3 separate regions of the Mus musculus genome follow, and regions 2 and 3 are each linked to region 1. A link is a contact called in public HiChIP or PLAC-seq and promoter capture Hi-C data. All regions are on one chromosome and are shown on one strand. The core of a region is the stretch at or near the end of the contact, and the rest is flanking DNA. Distances in the headings are between cores, read along the strand shown.

Region 1 (4,451 bases), core at 629-3,128:
ATCAGAAACATTTTCCCTGAAAAGTCAAAAATAAAATAGAGAGGAGATCATTGTGAATGAAACCAGAGGAATTAAATCAAGAAACTAGTCACTAAAATAAAAAAGAGTTCATTTGAGCAAGAGAGATGACAAATCCTAACATCAGATATTTGAGCAATTTACCTTATTGCAAACAGTATCATTAATATCCAAATAAAATAATAAAAATAATAAAGTTGACCGCATTTATATATTAAGATCAGTCTCATAACTTATGATTTTCGATATACTGTCTCTTATGAACATGGTGCATTAACATGATTTTCTGAGAAATATTATGTTGGAGTAGTAATATTATAAGCACAATTAATTTATTTTCTCATTTAATCTTGGTAACAACCGTATAAAGACTCTGGAACGTACCCTAATTTAATCAAAGATGAATGTATTAGAATGTATATGAATGTTCAACTTGTCCAGGTAACAGAGCACTGTTTGTGTAAACCTGTGCTGAGATCCAACGTGACATGAGCAATGGTGAGGGGATCTTCCAAGTGATAAGAGCATTCTCAATGAAGAAACACACGTCACAGTTGCAGACTGGGTACTTGAGATATAGTTAGTACAAGTGTGGAACTGAAAATTAAAATTTCATTAAATATTAATAATTTAAATTTCTGGTGACCACATGCCTAGCAATGACCATACATACTGGTCAACAAATCTTGAGATAGTTTACACTGGAAAATCTTGTGGAATACTCAGGACCATTGAGTAAAGATTTTTGTAGAGATAAGAAGCTGCAGTATCACTAGTTGCACTACTTTTAATAAAAACCTGTAGATGAAAAAAAAAAACATATATGCTTATATTCATTGATCATAGTATGGTCAATTGTAAGCTCAGTTATGTTTTGCAATTAGCAGTGTAAAAGTAAGATGCTTTCTTCAAGTTGCAGACAATTTCCTTTGTTTGTTTTGGTTTTTTGTGAGTCCAGCTGCATAGGACACACAGGGCACAACTCTGGGAAGTTATAGAAGAGTTGAAAGGTTGGTGAGCAGGATTCTTCATTCTAACGCATTCTAAAGAATGTGGCATTATGAAGCTGAAGGGTAATATCAGCTAACTTCCGTCTCCATTTGGGCTAGCAGAGTCTACTGAGAAAGTACAGTGGCAATGGTATGTAATAGAATTCTCTCAAGAGCACATAAGATGAATCTTTCCCTGCCTGATCTATCTTGCCCTTTCCTACTAAACACTACAGTATGAGTGCTTTATGAGGGAAGACTTGAAAAGCAAACATTGCTTTACACACCGAGAATATGAAAATTGTAAATTAAAAAAAAATCTATGATGATCCCAGGGTGATCCTCCAATATTTCAGTCTGTAGAATCTGAGATAGGAGGATCCAGCCCATTGCACATAGGAAACACCTACTTCCTATAGAAAAGAAAAGAAAACAAGAATCAAAGTTCCCTTCTGAAGATTTCAAGTTAATTATCACTATCCCAAACAGAATAAATAAGATCAACTTTTTGTGTGCTTTGTTTTCAAATCCTTTACTCTTAAGTGAGTAAAGGTATCTTTTAAAAGCAAGCAATTGAAGTCCTTTAATAACCCCACTTTATTCATTATTTATTTCTCAGAATATGTTGAGAAGTTCAGACTTTGGTGTGATAGTGGCTATGGAAGGGAGTTTGAGTGACTGCACATGTGTCAGAGCCATGCATACATTTCTCAGGAGAGTACTAAGCAGTATGACCTCAGAGACTCACTTCTGAAAGGAGTGGTTGACTCAAGCCCCACCTAGACAGAGCTCAGTTCCTAAAAATAGGTGCTAGGTTGCATCCTTTGGACACAGGGCTAAAATAAATTCAGCAGCCCTGCCTGCTTGCCTCATAGACTCTTCGGTGGAGCTGGTCTCCACTCTGCTGGTTGCTTTCAGGGGACTGGGAAATTTGCTGTGTGTCAAACAGGGAGGAGCCTTTCAAGTGAAGAGTTGCAAATCCATAGAGCATTTCTACGGAGCTAGGGTCAATTCTGGTACAAAGGTATGTGTAATAGAGTCCCGTGTGTGCCAAGGTTATAAAATGTTCGACTCTTACTGAAAGAGCAGTGAAGACTGAAAGTCAAATGTCATTATATAAAAGAAAATTGATCAAGTTGGATTTGTTCTTAGAATTGTGCTTAGCACTGTTGGATATGAAATTTAGAACCTCATGTGTTAATCTCTCTCCAATAAATTATTTTAATGTTTAATCTTAAAGAATAATGAGCTTAATAACCAGTCACAACTTAAAAGTTATCCTACAATTTACAGCCAGAAGGGAAACTGAAAAATGCTTTGTCTCTCATGTGCGCAGAGAGAAAAATATACAGATTAAGAAATGCGAATGATATTTCATGAAGCTTGATGAGGAAAAAGGGGAGCCTGAAACGTTTTCAAATGTTTCAGCACACTCTGAGAAATGCAGGAAAGTTATTGCTTCTCAGTCATAGTTTGATTTTTGTAGATCTTGCTCTAGCTGCGGGCTTATGTCCTCTGGGAGTCTTACTGAAGTTAAGGATTAAAGAATCAGGTTCTTCCATGTTTTTCAGAATTAAGGAAAGCACTTCCAGTTGGATCTGCCAGCCCTAATTACGGTAACTGCAAACTCAGAGTATACTGAGATAGTGCTTTGAGGGTATCATGCCCTATATACACTTTCAAATGTATTTTTTTTTTCTGTCTTCAATTGCCCATGAACATGTTAATTTGGTCCTGTTGTGCTGTGTTTGGATGCTAAGAGACTGAAGTGATTTGGGAGTGACAGTCTAAGAGATTCTCCTAAGACATGGTGGGAAAGCAAGGACTCTCTAAGGTTGCATAATGCTGGGTTTAAATTTAGCCAGCTGGTGTTGAACTGAAAGATATTTTATTTTTACCAGAGCTCAATTTGGTCACTGACGGAGCTGTTGGTTGTTTGACACATTTTAAAATTTTGTGTTAAGGTGTCAAAAGACAAGTTAAATATTTACTTCAACTGTATTCAGAGTTATGGATTATTTTTTAATGAAAGGATACCTGTTGATAGTTTTAGACAATATAAAAGGGAATGGAAAATGTTGGGGCAGAAATCAGAAATTCTGCATTGTATGTTTAAATATCTCTCTGCTTCTTCGCTTGATATTTGAGTATTTTCCCTTCTTGGTATCCACGCATCAGCTAAGAACTAGATCCGTTTTTAAATATCACTCAGAGCTTCGCATGGCTGCAATGTGGCAAACTGCCCGCTGCCTGGAGGGAAGACACAGTCTGGCTTTTAGTTGGAACGGGGTTTCTTTCATCCAGGAGTGGGCGGGCGTCTTTTAGGTGTAGCTTCCTCAAGTTTCTGAAAAACGAAAGTCGACATTCTCTAATGATCACGGGAGCCATAGCTTCAGAAAAGGTCCCCGAAAAAATGTCAGCACAGGTGCCTGCTGTCTCCTGTGATTACAGAGAACAGGAAAGCTGCCTTCATGCAGGTCTGCTTTTTCAGAGAAAGTCCAACTTCAGAGATAATTCGCTGCTATTTACAAAAGTTCTGTCCCTGCTGTTTATTCCATTCCAGATTTCCAACTCTTACTTTGGATTTGCCAAATTTGAAAAAAATTAAAAACTTCGATGTAGCAACTTTGTTTTTTACCTAGTTGAAAACTGTTAAGCTCAATGGAAGAATTTCAAGTTTGAGTTTGTTGTTCTCCTCCCTCCCACTTGGGTGCTCTCTCTCTCTCTCTCTCTCCCTCTCTCTCTCTCTCTCTCTCTCTCTCTCTCTCTCTCTCTCTCTCTCTCTCTCTCACACACACACACACACACACACACACACACACACACAGACTCATCAGTTTATGTATTAAAGGAGTCCACTGATAAGGTCTGTTTGATAGCAGGGAGTCTATAATTTACAAGGCAGGGTTGACAATAAGAAAATGGCAATATAGTTCTAAGACTTTTTGATTAACAATCTGTGTGAGATAGGGTTTAATATAATTACCATGTCCTTTTTTTATTTGCATCTCATCCAGACTTTTGAAAATATCCAAGTTACCCTTTGAAACTTAATTAAGTTGTAATTTGCTTTTTTTTTTCTCATTTCCTTAAAAGAAATTGGTTCATTCAACTGATGCACTCATCCTGTGCTGAGTGTTGACAAGCTTCACCCTTTTCAGATCCAAGGCAGCCTTGTCTAGAACACTGATCTATTCCACGTGAATACATGTCCATATATGGTTGCATTGGGTGTTTCCATTTCCATTTCCTGATACTACTTACAGAACATACATTGCAACCTTTCCAATTACAGACAGTTCTTCTATTTCCCTAACTCCACTGAGCAGCCCACAGACTCGATCCAATTCTGGCACTACTGCTTCACTTTAGCAAGTTCGCCAGAATATACAGACTGGATCAGAGTAATCTGCCTAGGATAGCAGCTGGAATTGAGAGCCCAGC
Region 2 (4,451 bases), core at 887-3,386, 900 kb after region 1:
ACAAGCTGGCTGAGGAGCCAAGCAGCTCCATGCAGCCTTTCAAGTGTGAGCGCTCCCTCCGCATGCCTCAGCCCAGTGGCTGCCTAGCAGGCTGCACAGGGCTCCTTCCCTTTGTGTTTGAGTCTGGGAAAGTAAATAGAACTTCTCAGATGCTTCTAAATCAGCATTTGAATGTGTCAGCAGTAATTAAAGAGCAAGCTTCAAAAAAAAAATCTGTTATCAAAGCAACCTTAACTAGATTCCTTCAATTTTAATTTGTTTTCAAAATGACTGAGTTTTAAAGATCTTTTCTAAAAATACAAAATAATTCTGCCTTTCAAAAAGTTAGTCCGGAATCTCTAATAAACCAATCACATTTGATTAGCTCCAAACAAGGACAGCCCCCATCCTTGCCCCCTTTTCTCTGTTTCTAAACTTGTTCTGCACCTCAGCTCCCCTACCATGGTCTCTGAGACTCAGGGAACAGGACCGGAAAGGGGGTAGGAAGGCACAAGGTAGGCTTCTCTCCGCAGCACTCCTTCCTGCCCCCACAATGCCCCACACTTCCTGACTATCAGTGACTTTGAGCTTCCCACCTCCAAAATGCCAAACTCATTTTCAAGATTTTCAAGATTGAGATGAGGAAAGTTTAACACGATTTCCCCTCAGTGGAGGAGAGGAGAAGATTTTAGGAACACACGATTAGGGAGAATTAACTTAGCCAGGTATTGGAGCACCTTAGTAAGTGAACTGAACGGTGGCAGGGGAGCACATGCTCCCTGCTGGCTAGAGGACATGCTGGGCGGGACTAAATGTCAACCCCCTGCACCAGCCACCTTGTTGAGTGGCTCAACCATCGACTTTAGGCTAAGGACTCCCAGAAAGCCCAGTAGTGAAAGATTTTAAACCTTGAATCAGCTGCATCCAAATCTTAGCTGTGGACCAGGGGAATCCCAGAGAGCGGAGAGCAACCTCAGAGATCCCCCTGGAGCAAAGGTTTAGCTGTCTCCTCCTGCTCTCGGGATTATGCCAGAGGCCACTGCACCACCATCTTACTCCCCGAAGTTTCCTTAAAAAATACCTGCAGGGACAGTGCTGAGCACAGTCTACACAGGAACTAACAGATCACTCACTGCTCCTAAGCCCACGGGACTCAGAGGCTGCACCGCGGCAAAGTCGAAGGGCGGGAACTCAGCTTGACACAGAGTATGACAGAACCGGGGTCTCGGGGTCACAGGGCCATGGAGCTGCAGTCACAGGGCCAGGGTGGTACAGACTAAGACCATGGAGCAGCTGGGGCTTCGGGAGACATGAGAAAGCCTCACCCAGCCACCCTGGAGCTACAGCAATAGTGAGTGGCTTTTGTCTTCGTTAACAAAACACCTGACAGAAACAACTGTGGAGAGAGGGATCGATTTTTGGATCACAGTTAACGGGGACACGGTCCTTCATTCGTGGTGGGGAAGGCATGGCTGTGCAGAAGCTAAAGCCAGAAGCCTGTTACAGTTCTAGAGGTTGGGAAGCAAAAAGCTCAGGCTGGAAAGGGGATGGGTTCCTACCCCCAAAACCCAGCCAACATTCAGCTTCTCCCCCCAGCTAGTCCTTTTCTCCAGACCTTCCAACTACGACCTCCTGCTGCCATGCAAATGTCCAAACAAAACATGACCGCGTGAAGACACTGCGCGTTAAAGTGCAGCTTGGTTGAGGGGCAGCTTTCTGAACCAGGGAGAGGACCAGCAGAGAGCCCTCGTGGGAAACACGTGCGAATTTCCCAGGTTCTATTTCCCGGTGCCAAACTCTGTAAGGCAATAAACCCACCAGTGGCTGAGGTGGGCACGGTGGAAACAGAGCCCAGAGGGATGAAGGAACCATTCGCGGCCCTGCCCTCCCTGTGCTGCAGGTCTCATCCTGGAAGCAGCACGAAGATTCCAAGTAGGAAGCTGTGAACTGGGAGTCAGGTACAGAGGCTGGCGAACTGTGGGCGGGAGGTGGGATGCAAGCAGGGATAAAGGCTCTCCATCAGCAAACATACGCAGCCTATCCTGGAAAACACAGCCATGTACATACAAATCCTTGGGAAAGCTGAGCAAGTCTGTCAAAGGCAAACGGGAAGCGCTGACTGCACACGAACATACCGCCCTCAAGCACGTGGCTGCCGTGCAACACAGCCAATGATTCCGCCCAAGTGTTTCCAGGACAGAATGCTGACAGTTCTTGGCAGTTTAAAACCAGCGTCTCTTACTTCAGAATTCTTATCGCTGTTTCCAAATCTCCAAAATGGATCCCCAAACCTCCCATACCTAACAAAGCTCAGTGTCTTGAAAAGTCACCTCAATCTAAAAGGCACAGGCTTTCCCTCCAAGTGAGGATCAGAGAAAAACAAACAAAAAAACCAACCAAACAAAAAACACACAGCATAGCAAACCCAGGGAGAGGGGAAAAATTTAACAATAAAATGTTTGGGGGTTGTTTTGTTTTCTCTTGCTTGGTCGTCTGCACGGAAAGTAATATTCTGTGATGCTTTTGCCCTGCTGCTGCCTCTGCCCTCACCTCTGTCAAATTCACACGCAGCACAAATACTGAGCAAAAGGACACAATCGACAGCAGCGAGATTGTTTTTATACAACAGTCAGCGATTCCGAGGGTCAGGACTGAAATGAACTATTCTGACAGCGCCCCCTAGTGGGAGAAGGCACTGCTCCCACCAAAGGAAGTCTTTTAAACTGACCTTACACTTAAGAAGGAATGAGAGTCTCTGCGTCTTCGCTGTCCCCGGAAGACCTGCCCCAGACACTGTACCTGCCGAACAGTAGCCCTAACATTTATGAGAGGTAACACCTCCACCATCCTCTCTAGGAGCATGTGGTCCCTCAATGGTACACCAACACACGCAGTTGCTTCTGTAGGAGGAGAGTTAAGAAACACACGAGTTAAGAGGACTGCAGCCCCGAGCCTATCTGATGCACCTGCGTATCCCAGATACCTCTGTTGTCAACGTTACACAACCTAGAATCACCTGAAAAGAGGAAGCCTCAACTAAATCATTGCCTTCAGACTCACCTGTGGCCATGTCTGAGCGAAACGGTCGTCACTGATGATTGACATGGGGAGGCCCGCCCACTCTGGGCAGCACCATCCCTGGGCACATGGATGAAGGCAGTGGACCTGGACTGTGTAAGAAACAAGCTGGCTGAACATGATCCAGGTAACCCAGTAAGCAGTGTTTCCTTACGGTTTCTATTTCAATTCCTGCCCTGACTTCCCTCAGAGATAGACCGTTACCCGGACGTATAAGCTGAAATAAACCCTCTCTTCCAAGGTTGCTTCCTGTCACAATGCTTAGCGCACGTGGCAGCTGGAATCGAGTCTGGCTCACTTCTCCTCCTCCTTCGGAGTTAGTTAGCACACACTTGGAGTCCCTTCTGCCTCTGTTCACCCAGCACTAAGGTGTCTCGGAAACCAAAGAACTGCCTGAAAATAGCCTGATACTACTAAACTGTATTAATTGAATCACGAAATCCTGGAAGCACTCCAATCTATCTCCCAAACTTAAGACTCTTGGTTTTCACATGAATTGCGTCTATTACATTTCTTTGATTTGTTAAAGAAAATGTAACACAGATTTAAAATCTTTAATTCAAAATAAAAGTGGCAAGTACTTAGATCATCACCCTTCAATTACCTGTCCTATAAAAGAGCAGCCACCTGACTAACCGGATTACCTCAGTCAGCTTCTGCTCCAGGGCTGCGGCTTCCACACGCCTAACCTTCCCTTGGGGTCCTCTAAAGGCAACTGCTGCCCTCTACTGGGAAAACATGGAACAAAGCTAAAAACCACCTCATTTCTTCTGGTTTCAACACCTGACTGAACTGAGATGGCACGAGGGAGGAAGACAGCTTTGCAGAAGCTTAAAAGTCGTTTCCTGCTTTTCTCAACTACAGAACCTAAACGGTAAGAGGCTGAGAAGTTGGCTTTGGAGCCACCTAGTCAGGATGCTGGCTGCAGTCAAGGCCCAGAGTTCTGGATCTCAACTTAGAGTCTGAAAACTGAGGCGAATATTGATGGTCTTGAATATTGGCTTAGCAGTATACACCAGGTTTTTACTTTTCCACAGCTATTTAAACATAGTTATGGTCTTTGGGGCCATACTCAACATATCTCCCACTTACTACTATTCAAGAGATAACACATTCAGAATGTCACTGACTGTTCTAATGATGCAAAAACTGAGACAGAAAATATGAACCAACTACCTAGCCCAGCACAAGCAAGTGAACGGTACACACTGCTTCTCTCTCCTCTCCCCTGGGCTTATCTACCAGCTCCATGACCGTTCTCACACCAGCAGTATATACGCCAGGGCACGTGATCTGATGGTTTGACTCTCTGCTACCCTTGGAGCTACAGGGATGTGTGCTCTGTGCTCCCTAATGAAAAGTGAGTTCCACCGTCTGGGCTGTCCTGTATCTAT
Region 3 (4,451 bases), core at 1,046-3,545, 770 kb after region 1:
CTGGGGATCTTCCTGATCATAGCTAGAAGGCACATATTCACAGAAGGCTTCCTGGTCCTCTGCCAGCGACAATCTCTCTGTCCTCTCTTCCATGATGTTCTCTGACACTTAGGTATAGGAGCTATGTTGTGGATATATCACTTGGGGGCAGAGGAACACCCCAATGAGTCGTTGTCTGCATTTTAACTAATTCTGGAATTCTGCACTGGTCACTGTCTGCTGAAGAAAGGAGCTCCTCTGTCAAGAGGTGAGGGCACCTCTAAGGATAAGTAAATCTTTAGAATGCAGATTGGAATTATATCGATTTAGGACAGTGGCGGTAACAGGTTTCTCTTTTAAGGTCCATGACCTCACTAGCCATGTGTAGTTGCATAGGTTTATATGACAGGCATTCCCTCCATTCAAGTGGTCTGTGAGTCCCCTTAGAGAGCTGCTGGTTAACTCCAAGAGATGAAAGTCCCACTGCTGCACCTTCAGAGATATCTTACCATGCTGGCCACGTGGTTCGTAGCATCAGCAGCATTGGACTACTTACTGACTGCTTTCCTTTGTAAGCAGCTCGAAGAGTACCTTCTGGTATTATAAATAATCTTCAAAGGGGAGGATATGGGATTAATTATAGCTAAAACTGTCTGTGTCCTTTGTCTGAAGTGTGTGGTGTCTTCAGCAATGGGGACTTACCTTCAACTTCTGGGGCTGCTCTTATTCACCAGTGGTACTGAAAACTGTCAAGAACGTGTTCTTTGTGTCAGGAAGCAGGATCCAGAGTGCCCCGCTTTGCCTGCAGCTCTGAGAAATGGTCTGGATGAGTCACTTAACGACTCTGGACATTCCTCAGTTTTCCTAGTTGGAAGGAATTGTTCTCTTTTGTCTCTTGGAGCCCCACCGCTTTCGAGGGCTGCCTGTCTAAGTGAAGTGTGAATGTTTCAGTAATCAGTTAAAACCTATTCTCTACGGCTGTGACTTCACGTGCAGGGCATTCGTCCGGCAGGGACACTTCACACTCGTCCCCTTGCTTGCACTAGGCATCTTAGGACAGGGTTGAATTGCGCAGTGGAGATGCTGGTGACGGCTGGGGGAGGAACGAAATGGAGGAGACTCGAGTGCACTGTGCAATACACTTTTATTTTTCCGTTTACCTTTGCAGTCATCTTTGAGTAATTGTGTAAACAACAGAATGGAATGGAATTACATTAAATTGTATGCAAATGGTTCTAGAACACCTTAACGATTATGACAAGGCAATTATAAATAACTTCTTTCCTTAGTAATATATATTTGCTTTTTAAAGTACATTAAAGAGCTGCCGTATCTAGGGTTAGCTAGGAAAGAGCAATGGTACCATCCCCGGAGCCCACCTTCTTGAAGGTCTTGACTCCAAATTTGAAACTTCTAAGGTTTCCTGGGTTCATAATACACAGTCAAGCAGGAGGTTCTTGCGTTGGAAATATTTATTCTTCAACGTTTACAGCATTTTTACCGTTTGTCATTGCACAAAAAAACCCTTTCTGTTGTTTTTTTCACACCACTGTGTATTCTGCCGAGCTTTTCAAGTAAAACTTGGATTCTGGTGTTGTCAAGTTTATTGCCTTAAAAACAACAAATCCTATCGCCTAAGGAGAGCCAAATTGGAGACGGGGGACGTAGTTAGCAATCTAACAGAACGGCAGCAAGGTTACAGTATTCTAAATGTCCAGATGAAGCAAAAGTATGCCTCCTCGTGTAGTGCAGGTTTGAGATCTGAGACTAGTCCAGAGTTAAGCAGCCTCAGGCACATTCGTTATATGAAAGTTTGCAAGGCACCTCCCTCTCCCAAGAGACGACTGGATTGTGGGCTGGATTTTAGGCAAACCAACCAAAAGAGCAAGCATCCAAATTCTTAATTCAGTCATTTCAAAAATTAGAAGCTACAAATACTCCAAAGATTGACCTGAAACCGTTGGTTTAAATAACAAGAGATCAATTGCAGAAAGCGCGTAATCAAAACTTTCCCCCTCGGAGCTACGGTGTGTAAAGCATAAATATATGAAAAATAAAATTCACAGTCAGTTTTAAAACTAGAATTCAAGTTTGGCTAATAAATCTTAATTTTATAAGTATATTAATTTCTAAGTACAACATAAAAGAGGCAGTATTGTCAGATGTACAATTAAAGTCTTAAACAGAAATACAACAGTAAGAGGAGAAAAGGCTTCTGGTAGAAGATTCCTTTTGCTGCCAAGAGATAGGACCACCTGAGTGTGTTTCCGACGCCTCACTTACGGGCTAGCCAAATTGACTGCTAAGAATAGTAAATAGCTCTCTGGAAAGGAATCAGCAACAGTTGCGCAGCTGTAGGGCTTGCCTGTGCTCACACTGTGGGTTGCTGGACAATAAAGCAGAACTCGGAGTGCTCACAGTTTTTTTTTTTTAAATTATTATTATTATTTTTTTTTGATCGCACTTCATCGAAGCCAGCCTCTTCACAATCTTCTTATTTGTTGGGATTTGGGAGTGAGGGGGTGAGAGGAAGGAGGCAAAGGGGGAGCTGGGAGAGGGAAGGGTCACGACAGATGAGGGTGACAGCAAGGGGCGTACATCAGCTCACACTCAACTGGGCGAACCCGATCAGCTTCACTTCATCAGGAATCTCCGACCCATCGCAGCCAGAAGCCTGGAAGGGAAGGGAGGAAGAAACCATCAGTGCACTGGGGCAAGGGCAGGGCGGGCAAAGCCATTCCAGGTAACCAGCTCCTCTTCAGGAAGAAGCAAGCCCCAAGAACCACATGAGTGAATGAGTGATTGCTGGGTGCCAAATGCTGTTAGAAATGTAGTCCTGGCCGGGCAGTGGTGGCGCACGCCTTTAATCCCAGCACTTGGGAGGCAGAGGCAGGCAGATTTCTGAGTTCGAGGATAGCCTGGTCTACAGAGTGAGTTCCAGGACAGCCAGGGCTACAAAGAGAAACCCTGTCTCAAAAAAAAAAAAAAAAAAAAGAAAAAAGAAAAAAAAAGAAGGAAATGCAGTCCTGGTGTGTCAGGGGATGGTTTTGTGCTGTGTATTCTGAAGCTGATTTGTGTGCCCAGATCTCTCTGTCTACAGTCCTGACTATGGCATGGTCTCAATGTAATGTAAAAATTGTTTTCCATCACCTCTGATTGGTTAATAAAAGAGCTGATCAACCAATTAGCTGGGCAGAAGAGATAGGGAGGGGGTCCCAAATAGGAGAGTGTAGGAAAGAATCACAAGGGGAAAGAGGTGGGAAAACCACAGGGAGAGACCAGGAGGATTTGCCATGAGATCACAATGAGAGAGTAGCCACAGGACACACACGGACAGCAAACCAGGGCAAGGCCAGAAGATGGCAAGTAACAGGGTATTTAGCTGGGTAGTAGTAGTAGCCTAGTTGGGTTAGAATAGACCAGAATCTGCCTAGTTATTAATGCTTGAAGTTTATTAATAAAAAGTGCCAGCTCTCCGTGTCTTTATTCCAGAGCTAAAATGGGCTAGAGTGGGTATAGAAATGCCCTGCAGTTAATGGGAGCATAACAGGTGCAGAAAATCCCTACGAAATGCTTTTGCACCCGTGGCTTCAACCAGCAGAGGTATGGTGAGATCTACTATCCATTCTAACAGTACCATGCCTCCCTAGGCTTATAAACAAAATTCATATTCTACCTGCCCCCGTGTCCTAAGTGGGAGACTTAGGTGCCTGGAAACATGCCTTTCGAAAGGGAAAGTGGGGTCCCAGATCACTTCTCCCTGCCATTCGTTTTGTGGCTGTATGATTAGTGTTTCTGTCCTGCCATGTATCCTCATGCGTTCCCACCTATTCCCACCCTGACTCCCACCACAGGCCCAGATCAGTGAATGGGTTTGACCAATCATGGACCGGAGCCTTCAAGACTGTTAGCCAGAGTTGTCATTTTCTCTTTAGAAGCTCATTATCTGAAGTACTTTTGTTTCAGCAAAAGATGGCTTACACAGTATTGTAACAGAATTCTTTCCTTTGACAAAATTTTATCCATATTATTTTAACACATTTTTTAAACCTAAAATCAGAGCAAATCATAGTGTACCAAAACTTTATTACTCCTATTACTTCACGATCAGAAGGTATGGAAAATAAGCCACGCTTTCTGGGATAGTATCATTGACCCTAATGTGTTATTTTCATCCCCGTTCATTTCTTTTATCCATATAAGTATGTGCAAGGGTACAGACACACCCTCACACACACATTCACACTCATACACACACACACTCACACACATGGTTGTGGGGAGATCACTATGTTTAAGGTTTTTTCTTCATCTTACCATCACATTGATCAGAACTGGAGATTGCAGAAATGCTAAGGGCGCTGGTGGTGGCGAATGATTAAGTTTCAAAGGGCCACATAAAAACTTCCAGTCTCAATTTATGCATGCTAAATTATTTCCTCAAACTCCTCTGCAGACGCCACCCTTTACCT

Evidence for each region. Promoter capture Hi-C pulls out the DNA fragments that hold promoters and counts their contacts. HiChIP or PLAC-seq counts read pairs in DNA pulled down with a chosen protein or histone mark.
Region 2: a promoter capture Hi-C map of hippocampal neurons shows a contact between it and region 1, with 11 times the contacts expected there. The contact joins the enhancer-like site here to the promoter of Xirp2 in region 1. A contact is called at or near these places in 9 of 39 promoter capture datasets (the 3T3-L1 cell line, cranial neural crest, embryonic stem cells and 4 more) and 2 of 115 datasets of contacts at active chromatin or transcription factors (acute myeloid leukemia and astrocytes).
Region 3: an H3K27ac HiChIP or PLAC-seq map of heart atrium shows a contact between it and region 1, with 6 times the contacts expected there. The contact joins the enhancer-like site here to the promoter of Xirp2 in region 1. A contact is called at or near these places in 5 of 39 promoter capture datasets (the 3T3-L1 cell line, hippocampal neurons, liver and 1 more) and 1 of 115 datasets of contacts at active chromatin or transcription factors (heart atrium).

Annotation. Positions count from the first base shown.
Region 1 is chr2:67,444,124-67,448,574 of GRCm38.p6, forward strand. Xirp2 (xin actin-binding repeat containing 2) reads left to right here and starts at 1,879. Exons shown (of 9, transcript NM_001024618.2): 1 at 1,879-2,031.
Region 2 is chr2:68,347,060-68,351,510 of GRCm38.p6, forward strand. All of the region lies in intron 10 of Stk39 (serine/threonine kinase 39), which reads right to left. Among named protein-coding and RNA genes, the nearest start is that of Stk39, 120 kb to the right of the region's middle. Within about 2 kb of position 2,137, at least 37 of the 459 cell types and tissues checked have an H3K27ac peak or open chromatin away from gene starts, as enhancers often do. A contact at or near this core is called in hippocampal neurons, where this site is marked.
Region 3 is chr2:68,209,341-68,213,791 of GRCm38.p6, forward strand. It overlaps Stk39 (serine/threonine kinase 39), which reads right to left. Exons shown (of 18, transcript NM_016866.2): 18 at 1,107-2,653. The coding sequence ends at 2,579. Among named protein-coding and RNA genes, the nearest start is that of Stk39, 260 kb to the right of the region's middle. Within about 2 kb of position 2,296, at least 5 of the 459 cell types and tissues checked have an H3K27ac peak or open chromatin away from gene starts, as enhancers often do. A contact at or near this core is called in heart atrium, where this site is marked.